Regions from separate parts of the Arachis hypogaea genome. Here region 2 is linked to region 1. A link is a contact called in public Hi-C data. All regions are on one chromosome and are shown on one strand. Each heading gives the region's core, a stretch centred on a gene start, on an enhancer-like site or on the middle of the called end of the contact. The rest is flanking DNA. Distances are from core to core; before and after follow the strand shown. Region 1 holds the start of LOC140176556. Region 2 has its middle 19 kb from the start of LOC112737356.

The links. A called contact is a pair of places that touch in the nucleus more often than the background predicts.
Region 2: a contact with region 1 is called in a Hi-C map of leaf, with 4 times the contacts expected there. The contact joins the enhancer-like site here to the promoter of LOC140176556 in region 1. A contact is called at or near these places in 7 of 8 Hi-C or Micro-C datasets (leaf and an unstated tissue).

Annotation. Positions count from the first base shown.
Region 1 is chr2:10,996,276-10,999,026 of arahy.Tifrunner.gnm2.J5K5, reverse strand. It overlaps LOC140176556, which reads right to left and starts at 1,412. Exons shown (of 1, transcript XM_072208080.1): 1 at 792-1,412. The coding sequence starts at 1,412. The coding sequence ends at 792.
Region 2 is chr2:11,031,265-11,034,015 of arahy.Tifrunner.gnm2.J5K5, reverse strand. It overlaps the pseudogene LOC112737350. Among protein-coding and RNA genes, the nearest start is that of LOC112737356, 19 kb to the left of the region's middle. Within about 2 kb of position 1,340, at least 2 of the 3 cell types and tissues checked have open chromatin away from gene starts, as enhancers often do.

The DNA.
Region 1 (2,751 bases), core at 163-2,662:
TGGAACTTAAATGGCAATTCTGAATCTAAAGGGATCAAGTTCATTCTTGGAATGTACACTTTATCTCCAATATTTCTACCGGTCACTACCGTCGCTCCAATTATGTTGCTGCCAAGTTCGTTAACTATTAATCTTGTCACGTTGCATAAACTTGATGTCTGGTCTATGTTTCGCAGTAGCATTACAGTGACTCTTAGCTTCAAAGTCAACTTGTGATTGGGTAGTCCCGAGCATTTGATGTCATTTAGGAACTCTGGTGTGAACCACTCTTGTTGTACATCTTCATTCTCATCAGCTTGACATGTTGTGTCAGAGCTCAAATACTTCTTTTCCATCCCTGGAAAGATTGTCAAGACAAAATCGTTTACTTTCTCGACACTCTCAAGCGTGGGTGCAAGAGTTGCCCTTCTCTGAAAATACCTGTAATTTGACATGTTTTGCAACAAATTTGGATATGCAAAGTCTACCAAATGAGAGAGAGGGTCATCAGTAGTTGTAATCAATAGATCATCTGGAATTTCAACTTTTGATTCATCACCAACAACAGAGCCAATATTTCCATTTCTAACATCAAGTATCCAATTAGCAAATCTCTTCATTTCACCATCATCTTGATCTGAAGAAGACATTAGAAGCCTCATATTCGTATGCAGTTTCAGAACCTTACAAAATAACCACAGATGGGATGAGTTAATAGCGGATGCCAATATATCTTGTCTACTTCCTTTCGGAATCACCGGAAGTATCTGTCTGAAATCACCTCCTAGAACAACAACCTTACTACCAAATGGTTAATGTGTCTTATGTTGATCAGTAACTGACATAAGATCCTTGAGCGTCCGATCAAGTGCTTCAAAGTACATTTTATTGAGCATTGGAGCTTCATCCCAAATTATTAAGCTATTTTTGATGAGCAGCTCAGCCTTCAAACTGCCATGCTTGATGTTGCAAGTAGATTCATCAGTAATTGTAATGGGTATTGAAAATCTAGAATGAGCCGTTCTGCCACCAGGTAGGAGTAAAGAAGCAATTTCATTGAATGCGACATTTAAAACAATCTTTCCTTTAGACCGAATAGCAGAAGAAAATCCATTCCAAATAAATGTCTTACCACACCCACCATGACCATAAACAAAGTAAAAACCACAAGAGTCTGTAATAATAGCATTGAGTATCTCATCAAATACTAACCTTTGCTCATGAGTTATCTTTTGTTCTGTATATAAGTTTGTATGAGTCAACTCATTTGTGTCATATGCTAACCCCTCCTCTATTAGCTTATTCTGAAAAAGGCGAATATCAGACATCTCAGGATATGACATTGATTGATAGTCTTTTAAAGATCTCGCATTGCTGTTGAGTATTTTCTCAATCTCAATAAGGCAGAGATTTTTCAATTCGTCATCAGTCATGTTTAGTCCTAGCAAAATCACATGGTGGTTTTATGAAATATTTAATAAGTAATTCCAAAATAAAACTATTAATATTATCAATAAAAATAAAGATAATAAGAGAATACAATCTTGATATAAAAAAAACACATAGTAAAATACCTTGGTTTTTCAAAGTTTTTCTCCTCTCATATAGTATTCCATCAGCTAATAATGTCCAAGTTGCATTCCAAACACGCTCTGGGTTGCTAATGCTATTAGTAGCATCGCAAATAGTTTTCTCAATTGATGACCAGATGCAAGTTCAGCTACCTCATTAATAGCTGTAATGAATTTCCTATCATCGTACAGTAGTCCCATGGAATAGCAAGCATCTTGGAAGTTAGAATATGTAATTCCATTAACTGTCCTAATAGACTCATATGTTGTGCAACCTCTCTGAATAGCTAACAAAATTCTCATATAATAAATATCACATGTACCCGGTGGAACATAATTTAACCTCCCGATAGAATATCCTCTTTTGCGTGGATACCATTCCCTTGATTCTCTATCATAAACAAATTGATTTGGAAACTCAGCATACGTCAAAGTTTGACCTGCTTCAAATTTTTATTGGCCTCCATCCATGCTAAGAACATCGTACATTTTCCTTCCTCTTCTTCCGGAATTTCTTTAAGATCGTCATCATCTTTAAAGATGATATTTTGCTCTCCAGGCAAATGAAAGGTTAACCTCGTCACTGAAGGCCACCTTTGATGAATATCATACGCTAAGATTCTCCACACAGTCTCACATGCAGACAAATATCTACAATCATAAAATTGTTTGATCTCATCAATAACCTGAGCATCCTCTCCACTGGAAGCTTCATTTGTAACTCCAACTGCTACCCTGTCTGGACCTTTATTCACGTACTTGAACAAATATTTGATAGCATTCGACTTGTTACAGTACTCAACATTAACATGCGCTTAATAAGACATCAGTAGATATGCATTGTATGGAACCATATTTCTATTATCCATATGGACTCCCTTCTTCTTAGTAATCACCCCTGTGTCTCGTCTTCTATGTGATGGGTATCTACTATCATCGATAACTGTGGTTCTACTGAATGTCTTGGGATAATATTTGGTGCAGTACCTATCTTTCATGCAGGGAGATTTTGAGAATGCTCTACCACATGATCCATGAATCATATATGTAGATACAATTCTAAATAATTTTGGGTACCGAACAGGATCTGTTAACTCTGAAGATATTAACTGATCAATTTGAGTTGTCGTTGTTATCTTATGGTCTCCACTTAACCATAAAAGAATGTGAGCATGTGGTAGATCTCATTTTTGAAATTCCA
Region 2 (2,751 bases), core at 91-2,590, 35 kb before region 1:
CTCCTTTCCCTTCCATTCTTCACAAGCAAAACTCGAAGCCAATGTAATAGCCAAGCTCAAATCCTCCCACTCAAACAACAGAATACAATTTCCATTGCTTAAACTCAACCAACCAACTACTAGCACATCAGAATCATACTTATTTTCAACTCAAAATAGCTCATAATCAAATGCATTTTAATCAAACTTCACACTGAGAGAGATTTAGCCAAAAACTATATTTAACACACAAAAAAATAAAATAAAATAAGAAGTGAAGTATCAATCCTCTAGCCTGACTAAAACAAAGCATTCCTTAACTAATTATTCAAAGATTTACATTAAGTAAAATAGTGCTAAAAGAAGAATGTTGATGCGGAACAAACCTGGAAGGAGAGAGAGGAGAGATTTGCGAAGCTGAGAAGGCATTGTGGTTAGGAGAAGACGAAGGAAGAGATGTAGGGGAAGAAGCAGAAGGAAAAGAAGCGGAAGCTGAAGCTGAAGCTGAAGAAGAAGAAACAGAGGGCGGCGATTGAGTGAAGCCAACCTTCTCTCTGAAGTCCTTAAGCAACGTCCCCCATTTCATCGTTCTCCTACCTCTCGATCCTTCAAACACATCAACAACACAGTTAATTTCAACAGATCCACAACAACAACATGAAAAAAGGAAGAAAATCTGCGATTATTACAGCTCCGAATGCGTTCAACCGTGCCGATTCAAAAAATAAAAATGGCAGGGAAGGTTCAGCGCCAACCGAGATCCGCCACCACCACCACCAGATTGCGATTCGAAATACCTCCAGATTCGTGAAAAAATTGAAAGTTCTTCGCGGCGTTTTTTTTTCTTTCTTTTTCTTTGTTCGTTCTTCTCTTCCCTAATTTTTTACTATCATTTTAAATTTTTTTCTGGTTTCTTTCTTCTTCGTCGTCGTCGTCGTTGAGGTCTTCGATCAATCTAGCTTCCTCTAATTTCTCGGAAAATGTTTCGCAGCCCTAGAAAGCGGAGGGAGAAGAGAAGAAGAGAGCTAAAAACGAAACGGTGTTTTTTTTTTCTTTTTTTTCTTTTGTGAGAGGTACTGATGTTTGTTCGTTTGTTGAGAGAGAAAATAATTAAATTGGAAAAAAAGAAAAAAGAAAATAGGAAGAAGAAGAAGAAGAAAAATAAAGTAAAAAAGGAAAATGGAGAATTTTTTGGAAAAAAAAAATTAAAATTGTTGCGGGGACGGCCTCTTTATTTTCTTTTTCTTCAACCTATTTCGCTTTTGTGTTTTGCTGATGGTATTTATATGTGCAAGTTAGTGTGCGTGTTTTTTTTTTCTGGTACAGTTTTTCTTGTTCTCTTTTCACTCCCTTTGTCCATGTCAGCATAGGGTCCACGAATTGGAGGGATCCACGTGGAAGCCCGTGATTGAAGGGAGCAAACGTGAAAGCCTCTTCTCTCTCACTTTGTTGGCGTCTTTGGTCTGCATGAGATTTGGTCTTCAAAGATTATAATATTAAGTTTGACATTTGATTTGTGGCCTGTCCCATGTTGTTGATTTGCACTTTCCTCTTTAATTTAAGAATTTAATTTTCATATTAATATAAAATAATTTTATACCTTAATAAAAATAGTTATCTTTTATGTTTATCATGTAAATAGTCTTTAAAAAACAAATATAAATTAATAAATATGTAATAAGTTTTATACTATTAATTAATTATTATATTAAATTTTTAAAATATTACTAACTAATTAATTCATTCTTCTATTACATTCTGTCAAGAATTTATAAATCTACCATTTCAATCATTAAATACTTACATGGTAATTTTTTTTCTTATGGAGCTATAAATTTATTATAAAGTTTTTCAAAAATATAACTGTCATATTACTCTTATTAATTAAGTAATATTAAAGATTATCATTTATTGGGAACTATTTTGTGAGCTAGACCAATAATAATAATAATAATGCAATGACATTTTTTTTCTTATTTAAGGCTTATCTCATTTTCTTTATTTATAAGTTTCTCTAGGATATATAATTATACATGTTTGATAGAAATATTTTTTGAAGTTTTTTTATAATATTTTTTAGTCTGATAAATTAAAAATTAATTTATTATAAATCGAAATTTCATTTAAAAATTTATTATTGACCAATAAATTACTACATATACAAAACAAAATTCAAACACTTAAACGAACCACTCGACCAACCATGGATTTGTTAATAATGCTGAGGAGAGGCATTATTTCAAAGCAGATTAAATTACATTAAATTTCTTAAAGACAAAGCCTTGTGAGTTATGTGACGTAGATAGGTTCCTTTTCTTTTGGGGCATTGCCATTTTACGCTGAAGGAGTTGTTGCCAAATGCCAATATCTTTCCAATTTCTTTATTTATTAAATAAATCTGCCAAATTAAAGAATGTCTGCTATAGTGCTATGTTTTCCTTTTTTTGTATTTTTTTAATGTCTTTTAAATAATTTGAATGAAAGTTCTATCTTCTGCCAATTTTATAATGGTTTGATTTGATTAGAAGTTTTCATTTAAGCAAATTTATCTTTGCAACATACTTATTATCAAAACTTTTATATCGTATGCTTACGAAAATCATGCAATTCTTACAAAGACATTTAGACATTTTCTCTAACATTAATTGGATATCTATCTATTCATTGGTGGTAATTAAATTAAATATACAAAAATATAATTTGATAATTTAATGTGTTGATTTAAGAGGTTCAACCTTTTTCCTTATTCAAATTTTGTGATTGACAAGAAAA